Linked DNA regions of Mus musculus: all the other regions are linked to region 1. A link is a contact called in public Hi-C, Micro-C, promoter capture Hi-C and targeted proximity ligation data. All regions are on one chromosome and are shown on one strand. The core of a region is the stretch at or near the end of the contact, and the rest is flanking DNA. Distances in the headings are between cores, read along the strand shown.

What was found. Promoter capture Hi-C pulls out the DNA fragments that hold promoters and counts their contacts. A called contact is a pair of places that touch in the nucleus more often than the background predicts. Capture Hi-C pulls out chosen DNA fragments and counts their contacts.
Region 2: a targeted proximity ligation map of the SCID.adh cell line shows a contact between it and region 1, with 11 times the contacts expected there. A contact is called at or near these places in 12 of 39 promoter capture datasets (the C10 cell line, the HPC-7 cell line, HPC-7-derived erythroid cells and 7 more), 3 of 484 Hi-C or Micro-C datasets (embryonic stem cells, myocytes and nephron progenitors), 4 of 130 datasets of targeted methods (the 230-238 cell line, the SCID.adh cell line, astrocytes and 1 more) and 3 of 9 other capture datasets (adipose tissue, embryonic stem cells and liver).
Region 3: a contact with region 1 is called in a Hi-C map of pro-B cells, with 6 times the contacts expected there. A contact is called at or near these places in 9 of 39 promoter capture datasets (the C10 cell line, the HPC-7 cell line, cranial neural crest and 3 more), 6 of 484 Hi-C or Micro-C datasets (the G1E-ER4 cell line, cortical neurons, embryonic stem cells and 2 more), 2 of 130 datasets of targeted methods (astrocytes and pancreatic cancer cells) and 1 of 9 other capture datasets (embryonic stem cells).
Region 4: a promoter capture Hi-C map of pre-B cells shows a contact between it and region 1. A contact is called at or near these places in 5 of 39 promoter capture datasets (the C10 cell line, the HPC-7 cell line, cranial neural crest and 2 more) and 5 of 130 datasets of targeted methods (T-cell acute lymphoblastic leukemia, astrocytes, large pre-B cells and 2 more).
Region 5: a Micro-C map of embryonic stem cells shows a contact between it and region 1, with 5 times the contacts expected there. A contact is called at or near these places in 2 of 39 promoter capture datasets (the C10 cell line and hippocampal neurons), 1 of 484 Hi-C or Micro-C datasets (embryonic stem cells), 2 of 130 datasets of targeted methods (the NIH/3T3 cell line and astrocytes) and 2 of 9 other capture datasets (embryonic stem cells and pancreatic islet).
Region 6: a contact with region 1 is called in a promoter capture Hi-C map of liver, with 2.6 times the contacts expected there. A contact is called at or near these places in 3 of 39 promoter capture datasets (the 3T3-L1 cell line, cranial neural crest and embryonic stem cells) and 4 of 9 other capture datasets (adipose tissue, embryonic stem cells, liver and 1 more).
Region 7: a contact with region 1 is called in a promoter capture Hi-C map of cranial neural crest. A contact is called at or near these places in 16 of 39 promoter capture datasets (the 3T3-L1 cell line, the C10 cell line, the HPC-7 cell line and 12 more), 2 of 484 Hi-C or Micro-C datasets (the G1E-ER4 cell line and large pre-B cells), 5 of 130 datasets of targeted methods (the 230-238 cell line, embryonic limb bud and embryonic stem cells) and 4 of 9 other capture datasets (adipose tissue, embryonic stem cells, liver and 1 more).

What each region holds. Positions count from the first base shown.
Region 1 is chr19:9,134,143-9,136,842 of GRCm38.p6, reverse strand. Asrgl1 (asparaginase like 1) reads left to right here and starts at 1,277. Exons shown (of 7, transcript NM_025610.3): 1 at 1,277-1,328; 2 at 1,856-2,056. The coding sequence starts at 1,289.
Region 2 is chr19:9,910,027-9,912,726 of GRCm38.p6, reverse strand. No RefSeq gene overlaps it. Among named protein-coding and RNA genes, the nearest start is that of Gm50340, 12 kb to the right of the region's middle.
Region 3 is chr19:10,040,192-10,042,891 of GRCm38.p6, reverse strand. It overlaps Fads3 (fatty acid desaturase 3), which reads right to left and starts at 1,344. Exons shown (of 12, transcript NM_021890.3): 1 at 936-1,344. The coding sequence starts at 1,160.
Region 4 is chr19:10,100,107-10,102,806 of GRCm38.p6, reverse strand. Fads2 (fatty acid desaturase 2) reads left to right here and starts at 1,304. Exons shown (of 12, transcript NM_019699.2): 1 at 1,304-1,584. The coding sequence starts at 1,378.
Region 5 is chr19:10,016,746-10,019,445 of GRCm38.p6, reverse strand. Rab3il1 (RAB3A interacting protein (rabin3)-like 1) reads right to left here and starts at 1,252. Exons shown (of 10, transcript NM_144538.3): 1 at 1,087-1,252. The coding sequence starts at 1,097.
Region 6 is chr19:8,616,671-8,619,370 of GRCm38.p6, reverse strand. It overlaps Slc22a6 (solute carrier family 22 (organic anion transporter), member 6), which reads right to left and starts at 1,375. Exons shown (of 10, transcript NM_008766.3): 1 at 725-1,375; 2 at 265-368; 3 at 1-56. The coding sequence starts at 1,075. All of the region lies in intron 1 of Gm36394 (a long non-coding RNA gene), which reads left to right.
Region 7 is chr19:9,864,359-9,867,058 of GRCm38.p6, reverse strand. No RefSeq gene overlaps it. Among named protein-coding and RNA genes, the nearest start is that of Scgb2a2, 18 kb to the right of the region's middle.

The DNA.
Region 1 (2,700 bases), core at 28-2,527:
TCAAGCAGAAATCTCTAATTATGTAGCAAATAAACACAATAAATGAAACCCACCCCAATGAGGACAAGACAAATCTACTCAAACCTTGCTAATGCAAAGGAACCAACCAGCCACTGGTTTTGGTAGAGACTCAGAAGCAGGCAAACGGGTAGGAAAGGGCTCTATGGGGAAACAGGCTGTGTCCTGTTTGGATGCTCTTGGCCTAGGGAAGCTAGGGATAGACTAACTAGAAAAGATGGCCCTTTGTGATGGTTAGGGGAATCAGATACAACTTTTCTCTAGTTGGTGGTAAGATGGAAACAAGAAAAAATATTAGGAAAATTGGCACTTACCCACCGGGTCCTGACCATTTGAAGCCATCTTTATTGAGGTTTATTGAGGTCTACAGAAGTAATGGTTGGGAAGTCTTACACAAGGTCAGCCCTTTTCATTAACATATGAGCCTGGGTTGCCCCACCTTAAAGAGAGAAGGACTTGCAAAATGAAAGTCTATCTTTGACACCAACTCATCTAGCCAATAAACAGTACAAAGCGATTGATAACGAAAATAAAATATTGCTTCAGTAAATTTAAAATTAGAAAACAAAGGTTGTGAGAAAAAAACAAACTCATAATTCAAGTAAAATTGCTTTACATAATAAAGCAGGGCATTCTTCCTAGGTGTCACTGCTACAGAAACCTGTAGATGTCACTGGCATCTGTTCTCCCTCTTTGACTATCAGAACAAAACTAGACTCTAGGATCCCTTTGGTGAATACGAAGTGTTTGGTCTTCTACCCCTGCCGCCACAACTGCTGGAAGCAAGGAAAGAAGAAATGTCAACAAAAAGAGGGCACTGAGAGATGAAAGGATTTAGAGCTGGCATCCCTAGACTTAGAGGAGGAGAGGAGCTGGGATTTCTGGGCTCTCAGAGTGTCTAATGAACAGAATCTGTCAAATTAGAGGCAGAGGTATACTTTATTTTCTTCTCTTCCGAAAGATTAAGATGGGGAACTTAAAGGGAAAAGGTTTTAATGTAGCATTCTAACTAGCAAGACTTAAGAGCATGCGATAATTTCAAGGCAAAGGAGACAAAGGGTCCCGCGTGCTACTAGGGAAGTAGAAAAGCAATGTTATTCTAGATCTGGAGTCCCGGAAGGCTGGTGCGCAGCGCTAGGGACCCCGGGGCTTTACGGTAACTCAGCAGCGCCCCGGGCCCCCACCCTCGTGCGCAAGCGCGGAACCGTTGCCTGCAGAGCGGTTGCAGGCGGAGCGGTTTGCTGCCTGGTGGCTTGGCCAGTTTGACATCATGGCGTGCGCCCGCGGCACCGTGGCGCCGCCAGTCCGAGGTATGGGAAAAGAAACAAGAACAAAAATGTAGGATTTACCAGAGACGAGGAGCTCAGGTCCGAAGGACGTGGGGAAGTCCAGTCCTCAGGGTACCCCGGACCCTAGGTGGAGTGAACTGGAACAGAGAGCACGGACCCCGGGAAACTGAGGCACAGAGAGATTCCTGGGAGGAGGGCTGGAGCTCTGATACATGCGACCTCAGTACTGGCGCCGAAATAGAGGCTGGTGTTCTCTGGGGAAACTGAGGCTGAGGGGTAGCGCTGTGGCACAAGCGCAGGCTCGGAGTCTTGACACCAGGCTTTCTGAGCCACAGATGCCCCTGCCAGGTCGGAGTGGGAGAGCATGGGGAGGAATGCTGGGAGGCTTGGGTCGCTTTGGGGTTTTGTAACAAAACTCTCACTGAGCGGGGGGGGGGGGGGGGGGGGGACGGACGACACTGAACGGAAACAACTTTGACGCTGCTGCTCACTTGAGTTGGTTCCCTTGGACCGGTACAAAATGACACTCGCCTCTTCCTGATGCCTAGCCTCCATCGATGTGAGTCTCGTGGTGGTAGTCCATGGTGGCGGAGCAAGCAACATCTCAGCCAACCGGAAAGAGCTGGTGCGCGAGGGCATCGCCAGAGCGGCAACCGAGGGCTACAAAATCCTCAAGGCGGGAGGGAGCGCGGTAGATGCTGTGGAAGGAGCCGTGACTGTCCTGGAAAACGACCCAGAGTTCAACGCAGGTAAATTATGCTTGCCAGGTGAATAATGCCAAATCGGAGCAAGTTCCTGTCCACACCGACGCGGTATCCTTCAGTCTGACTGGCTTTGTGGTCAAATAATACTCTAGAGCAAGATGCAGTGCTGAATTTCCTCATTTTGCACTAAGCAACTTGTTTTGAGAATTTTTTTTAAGTCTGTTAATTCGCCTTTTATATAGCCTGCCCCCTAAGAATTCAATACTAAAAGCCAGGCATCTTGTTGGAGAGCCCTCCATAGCCTGAAACCATCTTCAAGCCTCAGCCTTCCAAGTGCTGGCTTTACAGGTGTAGACTTTTGGTATTTGTGGGTCTTGAGGTAGACTCTACATACCATAAAATGTAGCCATTTCGGCTTTGAGACCTGTGTGTACATTCCCTCCCTCTACCCCTCTGCATCTGTGTGTTTTCTCTGCCTCCCCCAAATTAAGCTCAAAAATCTTGAAACAGATGCTGGGAGAATCTTTTATTATAATATCCGGTCCCTGCTAAACAGTAAAGTCACTAATCATCTTCTGACTAGAAAATTGACTCTGGATAGGTCTCTAGGTGGAGACTGATCATTTTACAGACCAAGCCCTAAGTGGGAATTTGAGATTTACAGCCCCTCTCATCTTCTAGAAAAGAAA
Region 2 (2,700 bases), core at 92-2,591, 780 kb before region 1:
ATAATCTAAATATAGATACAACATTTTAATAAATTTTCCTGCTCTAAAAAAATCCAAAGTTCACCAAACTGGAATTAAAAAAATTTTTTTACTTGTTTGTTTATTTATTTAATATATGTGAGTACACTGTCACTCTCTTCAGACACACCAGAAGAGGGCACTGGATCCCATTACAGACGGTTGTGAGCCACCATGTGGTTGCTGAGAATTGAACTCAGGACCTCTGGAAGAGCAGCCAATGCTCTTAACCGCTGAGCTGTCTCTTCAGCCCCCAAACCAGAATTTTAAGGAACTTAGCTTAGATTCAATTGAGATAACAGATTTCATGAAATTTAGTGGACTCTTATTCTGATTAGGGTTTTGCATGATCTAGCTCTGATATTACAGGGTTGCTGCCAGCTCATCTGCATGTTAGTACCCACACAAGGGAGTAGATGGCTCTGGATTGTACCCACCAAGACCAGACCCTCAGATTCTTAGGAGCTTCCTCTTACTGTACTGCTAAGAAAACTGACTTTGACAACGGCCATTTCTGCGCACATTACTGAATTTTCATGCGCTAGAAAGTAGCCACCCAGCTCTCTTGGCTGCTTGCTCTGTTACAAAGCGTCAGTTTCAGTTATGAAGCTGTGTAGTCTTTAGGGGGGACAGGTCAACCATTATCAAGTTGACATTATTAGGGTAGTGAGGGGATCCCAAAAACAAGTCTGGGAACATTCAGGCCCCACTTGCTAACAACAGGACACTTATTTTCCTCCTTAGTACTCCAGATCAATGGGTTTCAATCTATGGGTCATGATCTCTAGGAGGGTCGAGAGACCCTTTCTCAGGGTTGCATATCAGATATTTACATTATGATTCATAACAGTAGCAAAATTACAGTTATGAAGTCTGGACAAACTTTACGGTTGGTTCACCAGGACATGAGGATCTGTGTTAAAGGGTGGTGGCACTAGAAAGGTCGAGACCTACTGCTCCAGACCACTATGACTTAGGAGGCTGAATTATAGAGTAGCTTGGTGAAGGAGGGAAGCCAAGTGAGGCTCCTTAATCCTCCCCACCGAAGTGAGTTAAGTCTTGTCAGTTAAAGGGCTTCAGATCTGAAAACAGAAAGTTACTGCCCCCTAGTGGACACAGAGCATGGGGCTCGTCTCTCAACCCGGAAATTAAAATTTGATTTCCGTGGAGCTGAATTTGTCTTGGGAGACTCTTCTGAAGCCATCTGCCGTCTGCTCCAGGTCTATCATTTTGAGGTGGAGACACTGATCCCACCCCTACCACCGCAGCCACACAGCAGTGTGCAAGCCATTACCTCATACTGCCCTTCTGTAAACAGCACAGCACATATTTCAACCTGGCTGTAGACTTCTGCACTGTCCTTCTGTGGCAGGGGAAGAAAGTGCAGAGTTCAGGAAGTGTCACCCCCCACTCTTTTTTTTTGTCCATAGTGAATATTTCAAAATGAGAGCGCCAGGGTTAAAGGCCTTCATATTAAGGAGGGACTTTTCAGAAGTTTCCTTATCTGACCAAATAGATCCTGCACATGTCCCAGGGGAGGAAATGGAAGACTATTACCTATTTTTCTGATCTAATTTATTTCCTGAGAGCTTCTTCTTCCCAGACAATGAAAGTAAAGTTACTTTGAAGAAAGACATACCATGTTTGAAAGTGATGTCTAATTGAGTGGCAGACAAATCAGAAAAAGATTTGACAGAATAGGATATGTCCAGCTCTCATGAGAAGAGAGAGGAAAGGGAAGCTACTTTAAGAGAGCAGGAGGGACAGAGAGAGAGAGAGAGAGAGAGAGAGAGAGAGAGAGAGAGAGAGAGAGAGAGAAGATGAATGAATACGTGAGAGTTTATTCTGTAAGGTTACAACAAAGAACAGAGCCCAAGGCCTGGACAGTCATTGGTCTACTTTTTTTTTTTTTTTTCTGAAATGAAAGACTCTGAAAGGAGCCCCTTGCTCGGGCCTCAGGACAATAGTGTACCCCCAAGAACTCACGAGAGACCAAGCTTGATGCAAACCACATGAGGCTTTATTTGGGGAAAACCAGAGCTCTGGGGACGACTCATATCCCACGCAGGGGTAGAGGAGTCGACCTCGAGGGGAAAGAAGTCCCAGTTTTTATAGGCCCTCAGGGGGGAAAGGAGAAGGGATCTAAACAATGTCTATTCTCAGGAAATGGGTATGGGAGGGGTACAAGGAAAGAGTCTGGTGCAGGTGTAGCAACTCTGGATTGGCCCGGCTGTGGTTGCTGGGGAGATTTTCTGACTCTATCTTAGCAACCAATATCACAAACACTTGGCAGTGAGGTGCAGCAGTGGACACACACCTGGGTTCAAGGAACAGGCCAGAACATTGGCAGACACACGGGTTCAAGGAGCGGCCAGAGCATTGTGCACCTCTATTTATCTAAATCAGTGAAGCTAGTTCTGCTAACAATGAAATCTATTTTGCCAATTTCAGGGCTTCTGTGACCTTTTATATTTTATATTTTGTCAGGATCTTTCAGAGACAGGGTTTCTCTGTGTAGACCTGGCTGTCCTGGCACTCACTCTGTAGACCAGACTGGCCTCGAACTCAGAAATCCACCTGCCTCTGCCTCCCAAGTGCTGGGATTAAAGGCGTGCGCCACCACACCCGGCTATTGGTCTACTTTTTAAATAAGCTACTTATGAGACCTTACATAAGAATACT
Region 3 (2,700 bases), core at 95-2,594, 910 kb before region 1:
TTCTTATCCCTCTCAGTTGCCTGGAGTGAATCCGGGAGGAGAGGGACAATGACAGTCCTGGGACACAGAGAACCTCCTCTGCTGCCACCAAGTTCTTCCACTAGAGAATCATTCCCTCCAGTCTTAAAGACCTTCCGGGTACCCAATGTGACTAACCTACAATTTTGGATAGTCGAGGGCAGAGCACCATGGCCTCAACCTTTGTCCATGGAGTGGGACTGAAGGAGGAAGGGTCTGGGAAATTGCTTCACCACTGGGCTCTAGCCAGATAGTCCTTCAGGCCAGTTCCATCCCTTCTTGTCTAGACACGGACTGAGAATGGGAAGCCAGAGTCCCCAGGGGCTAGTCGGTGACTGGGGTGACTGTGCTTCCCGTGGAGGCCCACCCAGCCTGGCAAAGTCTTCCCACGTGTAGCTGCCAGCCCAGCAGAGGTGAGTCACTGGCCCTCAGAACAGTCTACACAAGTGCTGGATAAGCCACAGACCTCCAGGCCCTGCCCAAGCTCTGCTGCCCAGCCCCCAGTTTCTGATGGCACGTCCCTATCGCTAGGGACCCAGCCCTGCCCCAGGCTCTTGGAAGCACCAGAAAATAGTCTGTGACACTCAGAGCAGAAAAGAAACCCTCAGTACAACAGTGAGGGTACTTACCTGGGGCAGAATCTGCCCCTCACGGCACACCCACCTCTGGGGGCCCATTCTTCCCTGAGATCTATTTATTCCACAGACTGACCCAAACAGCCCATCCTCCGTGAAAGAAAGAGACCTCCTTCCCTCAGGCTCCATCTCAACTCTGGAGCCAGGGAAGGGGTCAAAGGTCAGAAAGAGCAAAAAGGATGCTAAGGTCCGCAGGTGGAATGAGACGCCAAGCCTATGAACAACGTCTCCCTCTCCACCGCTAGTGCCAGGCTCCACCCCGCCGGCTGTGGGTTAGCTTACCGTGGCGTCCTCCGCACCGTGGTGGCCGATGAGGCGGCTACCCCCTGGGTGCCGCTGTGCCCAGCGGCTGATGTCGTAGACACGGCGCTCGATGACCAGCCACTTGTCGCCTGGTAGGTCATGCTGGCGGATCTGCTCCCAGCGGAAGATGGGTAGGGGCGCCCCCAGCGGTGCGGGCCCCTCCCGCGGCCCGGGTCCCCCTCCGGGCTCCCCGACACCGCCCATTGCCGCTGTACACAAGTCCTCCGGACCCCGGTACGTGACCAAGGTCTAAGAGAGACACTGAGGGAGGCGAGGTGGCAATCAGGGGTCTTCCTCCGCCCGCCCCACCGGCCCCGCCCTGCCGCTGCGGCCGCCGTAAGAGCGTGCGCCTGCCCGGCTCTCCGCGCAGGGAACTTTTCCCTCCCTTATAACCGCGCTGACAGCGCTCGCCTCGCCCGCCCCTCGTCCCGGCCCCCGCGCTGGCCAGTCCCGCTCTCGCTCCAATCCAGGCGCGGCGCCTCCACATCTATTGGCTGCCCGGGGAGGGCGGTGTCGCGAAGGGGCTTGCCCCACCCTCGAGGGCCTGGGGCCACCACGCCCGGCACTGCCCCCGGGGCACTGCCCCCCCCCCCCCCCAGTTTCTCGGACTCTCGGCTCAACTGAGAAGGCGGGGGATGGGGACCCAGCGCGCACGGGAGTCCTGCAGGCCGCTGCGCCCAGGCACACCCGCAGGGGCCCGAAATGAGCCCAAGTCTGAGCCCTGAAAGGCTGAGAAATGTAGTTAGGGACGTCACCGGTCTTTAACCAGGCATCCCAGGTAGCTAGAAATGAGGACACTACCTTGGGGTGACTGTCAACAGCCACCAAACAATGGACCTCATCCCCCAGTAAACCCTCAATATCCACGCGAGGAAGCCATCTAAAGCAATCTGCAGGAGCAGATGGCCTCTCCTCCTGGCTGTACGCAGGATTGGGGATGCCCAGGTTGGCCACTGGAGGAGGAGCAGAGGACACTGCTGCGTGGAGGTCTGCCGTTCAGGAGATGAAAGAATGGTCCAGTCTGCAATGGGTGGCTTGCTTGTCACCACCTCCCAGTTCTCCCCATTCATGGTGTCACATTTTTGACTTATTAAATTCAAATCCTCTTGAGAGTGTAACTACGTTCCCAATTGTACGATGTTTCTTTGAGACAGACATCAGTTCCTTAAAAGTTAAAAGCTTTCACAACTGGCAAACTTGAAGGTCCATCAGAATTTCCTTGAGGGCTAGTTAAAACAGACTCCCGCACACCACCCTAGTGTGACTCAGGGCAGAAAGGTGAGGCAGACCTGTTTGTTGGGAGCAAATCTTTTCAGAACCTTAAAGTGTATTTTTTCCAATGTGCAAACATTTCCTCTTGGTCTACCTAAGGATTTGTAGGTGACCTGACCTCTAAGGCACCCCTGTGGATAACAAAACCAACCTGTGTTTCTTGCCTACAAAAAACCAGTATATGCATGTAACCTTCACATATCCCCTCATACACTTTAAGTCAGCTCTGAATTCTTAATAATGTCTAATGTGATGTAAATGCTCTATAAATAATTGTTCACTGCATTGTTTAGGGAACAATAAGACTAAAAAAGGCTGAAAGCATTCACTCCAGATGCAACTATTACAGGCCTAAATACACAGGACAAGGAGGAAAGCAGAGGCGAGCAATACTCTAAAGAATGTTGGTTAGATACCTGGGACCTGTGAGATGAGGAGAGGTGACATCAGGGGCAGCCTACGTACACACTGC
Region 4 (2,700 bases), core at 55-2,554, 970 kb before region 1:
CCCAAAGTCTTGAAAGGGTCATGGAAGAGGCCAAACAGGGCCACTAGCTAAGCATGTATGTCTTGACCATTTTATCTCTCTTACCCTCAGACTCTTCATTTTGAAGTTAGCTATAACAATATCATAGGATTGTGGTGAGACTTTAGCGAATAGGGCCTTTCTTCCTACTATACTCCCTTGGTATCAGTGTCTCTCTTGCCTGCAAGTGGTGTACTACTGTCAAATCAATCGCGGGCTTTTATTGCTTTCATGTTTCCCAACCAGGCTTGTGAACTCTTTCTCAGTCGAAGACAAGAAAGGTGTCCAGTTTATCCTGGCACCCTCCCCAGAAGCCACTCCCGCGGCACTTAGCACGAGGAAGAAAGCAGAGATTCCACCGTTCTTTTCCAAGATGACCAAGTTGAAAGGATTCAGAGCCCTGGTTAAACAGAGACCCACTCCTGGCTCCTTTCTCTAGGAAGGTTTCAGGAAAGCAATAAACAATATGGATCTCTTAGACAATGTGAGATACAGGAGACTTGAGTCCCATCTAGCCAGGCAGAAATATCACCTAGTCATGACAGCCCAGGAGGGGGCCTTGTTTAGCCGGAGGCCGAGCGTTGTTCACCATAACCGCTGCGCCTCCTTTGTGCGAGCATCAGGTGCAAATCCCCGGCCGAGCGCGTTGGCGCTCTGAAGCGCGCAAAGAAAAGCCCAGCTGCCGCCCCCGCCCCCCCCCCCGCCCCCCGCTCTCCCCTCCCAGCTTCTCAGAGATCTACTCCCGCTTCCCCGGCTCCAGGCAGCGAAGGGAGGAGGAGGAGGTCAGACACGTCGCCGACCGCCCAGCAGGGCTTAACTCCATGCGGGCGGGCGCGAGGGAGGGGGAAGCCGCGGACCCGCCGCTCCAGCCCGCTGGCCTTCGAAAGATCCTCCTGGGCCAATGGCAGGCGGGGCGACGAGCCCTGATTGGTGCAGGCGCTCTGCTGATCACTGTGGAAACCCGGGTGGCGGGGAACTCGGGAGGATGCGGAGCCGGGAACGGGGGGAGCCAGAGGGGTGGGGGGAGGAGGCAGCGAGGCCCTGAGCTATCCTGGAGTTTTCACCGGAGGCAAAAGTCCACAGCAGGCGGGCCTAGGGTGGGCGGAGGAAGGGGACCGCTTGGGGGCACTGGGAAGCCAGGGGTACTCCTGAGGGAAGGCAGGGGTACTGGCTAGCTAGTGAAGGCGAGGAGGAGCGAAAGCGAGGGGAGGAGGCACGGTGGGAGGAGGAGTAGAAGACAAAAGCCGAAAGCGAGGAGGGCGCCGACCGCACACTGCGGCCAGGAGAGGGACCGTCGGTGTTGCGAGCCGCGGGCGCCCGGAGGCCGTAGCGCACGGGGCATCCGGGTAGACTGGCAGCATGGGGAAGGGAGGTAACCAGGGAGAGGGGAGCACCGAGCGCCAGGCTCCGATGCCCACCTTCCGTTGGGAGGAGATTCAGAAGCACAACCTGCGCACCGACCGGTGGCTCGTCATCGACCGCAAGGTCTACAACGTTACCAAATGGTCCCAGCGGCACCCGGGGGGCCACCGTGTCATCGGACACTATTCGGGAGAAGATGCTACGGTAAGAGTCTGGGGGTGCCAGCCACTCTTGTCTGCTGCAGGCTGGTGTCAGGAGCCCGGGGTCCCTGGGCGCCAAACAGATCCCCGGTTCTTAAAGGAGCGCAGGACGTTCAGCAGGGAAAGAAAGTGTACCAACTGCCCTCACCTCCCTCCTGGAATCGTTCTCCTCTGGGTCAACTGGGCAGACTTTGGCCGAGCCTTTTGGACGCCAGGCCTTAGCACCTCTGTGGAAGTCCCATCAGTGGTAAACTGTGCCCGGTGCATGTTCACAGCGCATACTGCGCGCTGTTCCAGCCGGAGCCTGGGACTCTCCAAAGGGGGCGCTCCAGCCTTCGTGTTCGGCGCTCCCCAAGTGGAAGATGGCCACCCTTGGGCGCCGGGGAGAGGAGCCTGAGAGCGGGCAGCCATATGTGGGACTCTCCTGCCAGACCAGGGGGCGGAGAAGGAAAGCTGGTTCCTGGCCAGGACTCGCTCCTGCTTGGACTCCTGTCTAAGAAGGTCCACAATGGCTGCCCGACAGAGACTTCCTAGTAGTTCAGATTCCCACGCTCCCGAGGATTATCCCGACTCACTCCAAGTGCCAGCCTTCTGGGAAATCCTGGTGGGGAATTGGTGGAAGGCGAACGGGCTGGATTTTGCAAAATTCAGGTCCGCAGGGGATCTAGAAGGTGAATCTAAGACTGGCTTGGCAACAGGTCCATCTGCCTCTGGGGTTACTATCGGACATTCAACTCAATGGCCCTCTGTTTTTAGATCCTGCCAGGATCACCCTTCCCCTCTTGCACTCATGGAGGTTGTTGAAGTCTCTGAGACCTCTGTGGAACGGAGGCTATCCTATATTGCACAGTACCCCATACCGTGCCTGGCCCCACCCCCAACCATAAAGTGATTGTGTAGTCAGGTGGGTAAGAGGAGAAACAAAGTCAAAGAGGAAAGCCAGACCTTTCTTGGCACCTTTCTTGGTGGGCTGAAAGCAGAGGAAAAGATGTAGCTGGAGAGAGCTTGGGAAAGACGAGTGGGAGGAGGCTGAGAAGAGGGATAAACTTATCAGACCGCACTCCACATCAAAGTCCAGGATGCTGACTTGAGTGTGGGCTTTTCTTGTGCAAGTTTGATA
Region 5 (2,700 bases), core at 3-2,502, 880 kb before region 1:
AAAGGCTCACAGCTTCCTTCAGACCAGGCTGCTCCTCAAACACACAGCCCCAGGCACATGCATTCCTCCAAGCACAATTGCCTCCACCAGAGGCAGGCACCAGGAACCCACCCAAAACACTTCCCAAGCCTAGCTAGCCTCCTTCCCTGGAGCAACTCTCCAAGAAACACAGGCTGACTTCTGCTCCCTCTAAAAGATCAAGCCAGCCCACACCCCACAGGAGCTCAGTTCTAGTGCCCTGGCCGTGTCGAAGCTGCATGGTTCCCCTAGCATTTCGACTCCAATCAGCTGGGGTCCGTGAGAGTAAATAGATCTCACCTGTTCCCCTCCCCAGGGCTCTCCTCCTTCCGCCTATCCTCTGCCTATCCTGAAACAGTCCTTAGCAGGAACAACCGCAAGACCTAGTCTTTGCAGTCCTGGAAGGAGGAGGCGTTTGTCTATTTAGACAAGAAAGAACATCAACCTATGTGAACAGGGAGCAAGGTCTCCTCCTATTAGACTGGCCAAGAACAGGAGTCAGCTTCAAGAACCGATGGCCCTAACAGATGGAAGTGAGGATGAGGGGTGGGAAAGGGGTTCACCCAGGACTCAGGGTCTGTGCCTATCTCCCTCCAGACTGTGGGAAGGTACCACCCACCTCACATCTTGAATCAGAAGGTTCTAGTCAACTAGCTAGGGATGGACCTTGGAGAGACACAGCTAGCTTTCTCAACTGCACTGCTTCTCCAGAGTTCATGGGTGTGCTCTCCTTTAAATACGTGCCCCAGATTTACTTTTGAGGTATGCATACTACTATGCACCACCCCCACTACCACTTCTCTCATGCACTCCACTGGAGCTAGGAGTTGGAGGGGGTCACCCTTCTCACCCTGGGGCAACTCAGATCGGTCCTGCCAAGGTCCTTTCAGCTCTCGGGCTGCAGTGTGTCCTCATGCTACAATGCACCTCGCTGCTGCAGGCAGGGCTGAGAGTACAGATTATCTCCCAAGTGGGGTGCAAACAACAGCAGTGAGCCCCTGTTCACCCATCCCAGGAGGCCAGCACGGCCCAGACGGAGCGCAGAGCCACCGGCGTGCAGGGACCTACCCGCTCCACATCCCAGCGTCTCCGCCGTAGCCGCGTCCTCGCGCGCCGCCAACTCTGCCGGGGGCCCCAGAGCTGCCCTGCCGCCTGTCAATCGCTCCACCGCCAGTCTGTCCCGCTGGCCGCCCTGGGTTTGCGGCTCCGCCCCACCGGAGCCCTTCCCCTGCCCTGGGCGGGTCACGTGTCTGAGAGGCGGGCCCCAGGCCACGTGCCCGGTCCCGCCCCTTTGCCGGCCCAGCCCTGTCCCTCTTGCTGCCTGGGGACAATGACCCGCCAGAGTGAACGGGACTGGTTCCATCATCTTGCATCCAGAGCTGGCCTCCGCCTTTCCCTATCACTTTCTGCCTTGCACTTTTGGTCCACCCTTGTTTGAGAACCTACAATGGCTCTCGGGGGTGGTCTCAGCTCTGTTTCTCGCTCAGATTGTCACTCAAAGTGGACAAACAGCTCCTGTACCCTCATTCAGACTTCTAGCCCTGTTACCGGTCTCTGGAGCTCTTAGATGGCATCAATCCCTGATTGACACTGGGCTTCTGGGAAGGGGGCGGGGCAGACCCTGAACAAGTTATCATTCGTTGAGCAGTTTAAGCTAAGAGAGCGCTACCTTGGCCCAATCTTACCAGCTCTACTTCCAGGTCCCTCCTCTTGCATCTCTGAATACTCTGTTCGTCCCTGCCTTTCAAGCCATCCTAAGCACAGGAGACGTCTCTGCCAACTTCGCTAGCACCTGTCTGTCCCAGGTACTTAAAAAAAGATTTGTAAAAAGCTTAGTCACCTGTCCCTCAGTTCCTATGCCCTCCTTTTATCCTGGCTCTAACCACTGACCTGAATGAAGTTCAGCCTCAGATCAGGATCCAATAAGTAGAGCCCATAGTCAACCTCTCCTTGAGTACTGCTAGACCAGCTCCCACAGGCAGCGTCTACAGTGCTCCCTGGGCTTGTAAGAACACATTTCACTCATCCATCTACACAACAGCCGCCCCTTCTGAACTGCTAAGGACCACGTGAAACGAAGAAATTCTCCAGGCTGGAACCCCAGCCTCCCTCTCTCCTTTCCCTTAGCCCCCTCTTCTCTGAGGGTGTTGGTCATGTACCACCTAGATTGGTCTCCAGCTTCTGGGCTGAACTAATACTTTCTCCTCAGCTCCCTCAGTGACTACGACCACACGCTTGGCTTATGGAATTCCAGTATGGTAAATGGTAGGAGAATGGGAGACCTGCTTTAAAGGACCTCTACTGCCAGAACCTTGACTTGCCTAGGACCCATCTTCACCAACTAATAGTGGCTCTTTTCAAAACAGAAAAGCCAGGGTGTGGTGGCACACACCTTTAATCCCAGCATTCTGGAGGCAAAGACAGGCAAGATCTCTGAGTTCAAGGCCAGCCTGCTCTACAATGTGAGTTCCAGGACAGCTAGGACTGTTACACAGAAAAACTCTGTCTCAAAAAGCCAAAAAAACAAACCAAAATAAAACCCTGCAACAACAAAAGAACCCCCCCCCCCAAACAACACAACACAACACAACACAGAAAAAGAGTTAGGCTGGAGATGGCTCAGCCAGAAAGGGTATGCATTGCACTTACAGAGGACCCACGTGTGGTTCCCAGCACCCATAT
Region 6 (2,700 bases), core at 126-2,625, 520 kb after region 1:
TTCCCGACACAGCTGTTTGCAGGTAGTTCAAGATCAGCACCTTCCGACGGCCCAGCCTGTGAGGGAGGGAAGACCTGTGTCAGGGGCCAGGCTGAGCTACACAGGAGAGGAGTAGCTGCCTAGGGTGATGCCCCAGGCTGCAGTCTTCTGAGGACCTAAGAAGAATCCTGAGTCTTGCACTTATGCCAGCCACTCTTGCCTTAAAACCAGCCAGGGGCCCCCAATCCCAGTTTAGCCCAGCTCTTTGGCTTACCCAGGACTGACCTGTCCGCCAGGTAGCCAAACATCATGGCTCCCAGTAACACTCCCACCATGAACAGGGACTGGGCCAGCTGGCGGAAGGCCCGATGAGAGCACACAAGGTTCCACTGTGGGGAGAGGTAAGCCAGGGTTGAACAGAGAAGAGCACGATGCAGGGAAACCCTTCAACCTCCTCTAGGAAGGCCTCCAGGGTCCATGTCACCCTCTTTCAGTAATGATTCTTTTTGCTGTTTGTCTCACAGTTCCTGAGAGGTAAGATCACTTACAGCACTCATCACCTTCCGCATCCACCCTTTCTACAAATACCATTCTCTTGAATGTTTTAATTTCATCTTCTGATCTTGGCCCCTGAGAAACTTTGACTCTGTGTGTGTGTGTGTGTGTGTATGTGTGTGTGTCTTCCCCTTTGTCTGTGTAGGAGGTGAAATAGTGTCACATGGAGAGAAAGCCCCAAAATTCTTACCTCAGTCACGATGGTTGAAGGGAAGGTGCTGTTGTCATAGACCCAGCCATCAAGGCAGGGCTCTGTGACTCCGGTGCCATTGGCCTCTGTGCCATTGTGCGGGAAAGGAAAGCGGAGGCAAGATTCGGGTCGTCCTTGCTTGTCCAGGGGCAGCCAGGCCTCCAGACCTCCATCTTTGCTGAGGTTGGCATTAGCAGGTGGGCGGCAGTGGTGAGCGGGGATAGCAGCAGTGAAGTTCTGCAGGGTGTTGTGGGAAGCCATCAGCAGTAGGGGAGCAACCACCATGGTGACCTGGATCAGCTGGAAGCGTCCGACACCCCCCACCTGTTTCAGGAGGTCATTGAAGGCCATGGGGCTGGGCCAGGCTGAGTGGTCAATGCCTGAGGACCTCCAGTCCTAGGACCTCTGTCTGTCTGTCTGCTGCCCTTTGCCTGAGGAGTAGGGCTGCCACTGCCTCTGCAGCTGAGTGACTCCTGGAGTTGGAGCTGAGCCGGTTCTGTGGCGAGACAGCGGGCTGGTGGGCTGCCCCTCCTTTCTCTCTCCCCTGGTTCTGGCCCTCCCTTGCCCTCGCCTCTTTTCTTCACTTCGGGGGTCTGGACAGCTCAGCTTTCAGGGTCTGCTGGAGCCCTGACTCTTACGCAGGCAGCGTTTAATCTTTGTCCTGATGACAATGAGTTAAAGTGTGACTTGGTGTCAGAAGGATTAACCCTGTGAGTATTCCTTGTGTCAGTGGAATTTCTCCAATTGGGAATGAAGGGCAAGGGAGGATGGATGAGACTGGGAGTGAGTGGACTCACCAAGGGAGGCCATTTGGGCAACAGATGCAGAAGGGGAAAGGTGGGACCTCCTGTCTTTTTTCTATTGGGCAGTCTGTGCTCTGGGAAATGTGGTGGCCTTCTGAAGGGTTTCTGTGGATACCATAGTCTGTCTTCTGGTATAACACCAGAGAAAACATAGCAAGTCCTGTTGAACCTGAATGTCATATTGATGGTTAATTTTTTTAAAAAAGTGTAGCCCTGATATTGAACAGGCCATGTTTATATTTAAAATTATACACTGATTTGAAACTGATCTGACTGGGAGTAGTGTATTCTTTTTTGCTACGGACCACCCCATCGGGTGGGGGGGTCCCTGGAATGAGGGTCCTTGAAGCTAGGTGGGTAAGGATTCAGCGGTGACAAACAGAAACAAACACAGAGGCAGTTTGAATCTGAGTGTATTTTGCAGCTCTCAAGCAGGGGATTTTATACATTAAAAACCCAAACATTACATCTCTTAGAAACTGTATCAAGTGAAACAATCACAAATACCAACAAAAATCATTTGGCACAGGAAAACACAAAAATCATCCAAGCATTACAACTCTGGAGCTATGTATTCAGTAAATTACAAACAGAACAGGTAACATCATTATTAATATAAATAATCAAAATATAATAATTCTAAAAGGATGTGTTCAGTGGGGCAGTCATCCAAGGCTAGTGACATATTTCCAAGAGCAGGTTAATAAATCTTTATTGTCAGTGCTCTTAGCCGCTGAGCTAACTCTCCAGCCCCATATGGTCAATTATTATTTAACATCTAATGCCTGATTTTTTTTATAGATCTTCAATGCATAAATTTAAACTATTTTAATTCTTTCTAATTAAGGCTTTCTTTACCATATACCAAAATTCACCTTTGATGGCACATGTGTAGCCATATGAAATGTTATTGTTGGGAAAGTTATTATCTATCATAATAGTTTTGTAAATGACTTAAAAAGAAAAGCATTGGTTTTCCCCAGGATAAGTTCGTAGTGACCCCATCTTAAGGGATGGTTTCTTACCCATTATTCTTGCTTAAGATCTTAGCCTAGGCTACCAGGAACATGTAAATAAGAAAAGGAATAAGAGTGAGTTCCAGGACAGCCAGGGCTGCACAGAGAAACCCTGTCTCAAAAGGAAAAAAAAAAAAAAGGAATAAGAGAAAACAAA
Region 7 (2,700 bases), core at 174-2,673, 730 kb before region 1:
CTCTGGTACTTCCTAGAGGTTCCTCCACTTCCCATCCTCCAAGGCTGCTTGTCTCCTTTCATTCTCTTGGCCCTCTGGGCTTCTCTCCTGTCCCTTCACCCCCATATCTGATCTAATACCCCTTCTCCCCTCCCTCTCTCCCACTCAGGTCTCTCCCTCCTTCAGCCACCTGTGATTATTTTCTTCTCCCTTCTGAGTAGGATTGAAGCCACCTCACTTGGACATTTCTGCTTGTCACACTTCTTACAGTTGGGCATTCTGTACTTTTTGGCTAATATCCACTTATCAGTGAATACATACCATGCATGTTCTTTTGGGTCTAGTTACCTCACTCAGGATATTTTCTAGTTTCATCCATTTGCCTACAAAATTCATGATGTTTATTTATTTATTTTTTTGGTTTTTTCGAGACAGGGTTTCTCTGTATAGTCCTGGTTGTCCTGAACTCACTTTGTAGACCAGGCTGGCCTCGAACTCAGAAATCCGCCTGCCTCTGCCTCCCAAGTGCTGGGATTAAAGGCGTGCGCCACCACACCTGGCTATGAGTAGTGTTTCTTAAAATGAACCTACTTATAAAGATTGAACTTCAATGTGATGGCATTCCACAAAGAATCTGGGAATTTATCCTAATATTTGCAATACCCCACTAATGCTGTTTGGAATTATATTGTTAAATGGATGGAACTAGAAAATGTTATATTTAGTGAGGGAACTCAGACCCAAAAAGTGAATCACTTTCTTATTTGTGGATTTTAGCTTTGAATCTGCAGATGTGAGCATATAACCTGGAGTAGCTACAGAAACCAGGGAAGTGAAAAGGGACCATGTAGGGCAAGGGAGACAGGGATAGTAAGATGTTGGATGTTGTGATGGCTATTCTTGGTTGTCAGCTTGATGGCATACATCTGGAATTAGCTAAAACCCAAGCTGCTGAGTATGTATAACTGCGAGAGATTTTTCTTGTTTTTTTTTCTTTTTTTTTTAAGATTTATTTATTTATTTATTACATGTAAGTACACTGTAGCTGTCTTCAGACCCTCCAGAAGAGGGCGTCAGATCTCATTACGGATGGTTGTGAGCCACCATGTGGTTGCTGGGATTTGAACTTCGGACCTTCGGAAGAGCAGTCGGGTGCTCTTACCCGCTGAGCCATCTCACCAGCCCGAGAGATTTTTCTTGATTGGATCATTTGAGGTAGGAGGCCACACCTTTAAATCTGTGCTACAGGTTCTGGTGGCAGCCTAAATAGAGGCCATAGAAGGAAGAGCTTGTTCTTTGCCTACTTGTCCTCTCACTGGGAAGTTCACTTCTTCACTGGAATCAGAGCCTGTTTCTTTGGTTCTGGCATGTACTGAAGACCAGCTGAGACATCCAGCCTCACAGACTGAACAGTTATTAGATTCCCCAGTTAGGAGTCAGTCATTTTTGGAATAGTCAGACTACAGCCTGGGTAGACATTCCAATAAATTTGTCTCTGCAAGTGAGTGAGTGTGAGTGTGTGTGTGTGCATTCAGTTCTGTTTCTTTTTAGAACCCTAATACAGGTGCTTTGAAGGGGAAATGGGAAAAACAGGGCAGGGAAACTTTTAATTAATTAGTGGGGGGCAATATAGAGTAAGAGGGAGGAAAGAGGAATTAAAAAAAAAGCTACCAAGGATAATTGAACAAGGCACAGGGAAACATTGTTTCTTTAAAATACATACATAAATGTACGTGTATACGTACATATAGTTTAAGTAGAGTTTTTCTATGTGGGGTGATAAGGCTGTGTTGGGCCAGGGTGATTATCTTAAGATTAGTAGTCATCTTATTACAAGGTCAAAATAAATTAATTCCTATTTTCTGTAAAACTTGGGTTTGACCAGGACTCCCTTCATTTTATGATATTTTCCATGCTCTACACTCTATACCCTGACCACTACTCTGATAAAATGTTCTGTAAAATGATTTTGAAATGTTCAAGTTTCTACATAACTAGAATTCCTCTGGAAATCCTCCAACCCTTGAAACTCCTCCGGCCTTGCAGTTTTGGGGCTAATATAAACCTCATCTTTTGTGTTCAACACTATTTTTCTCAAACCTCACTCTAGGGAAATTGCCCTGTCTGGCAGAAAATAAAGCTTGAGTAATTTGTCCAAAGAGTTTGAGAATGGTCTTTACTCTCCTTCAATGGGACTAACAACCATAGGCTGTAAATGTAACTTTTATTCTCCTGAAGTAATTGTTGTCTTTGATGCTTACTGCCTCTGAGATCCCAAATCGTTTAAGTTCAGATTTCATTTTAGAGAAACTGACCTAAGTTTGAACTCAGGTAAACTAACAGGCTGGTACGTAGCATTAGTCTCCCAAGTTGCTTCCCCCAAAACCCCAGCCTAGCTCCAGTCTCTAGGCTAATCTCTAACATGACCAGAGGTTCCAGGCTACACCCTCAACAAGACCAGTGTCTCCAGGTTATTCCCCCAACAAATCTACACCCCCAGGTTATAAGCCCACCCCCTGCCTAATGACCACCAATGCAGAGGGGAACAGAAATTAAGTTTATGATATGACTCCCAGCACCAGTCAATTATGTTAAAGGTCACAGGAGCTTTCCAATTAGATGCTTGCATATGTACTCCCTGCTTATTGCTTACTATAAAGCCTTGCCCCAATAGACATTCAGGGCTCCCCCAACCCCAAACCATCATGCATGATGGTGGTG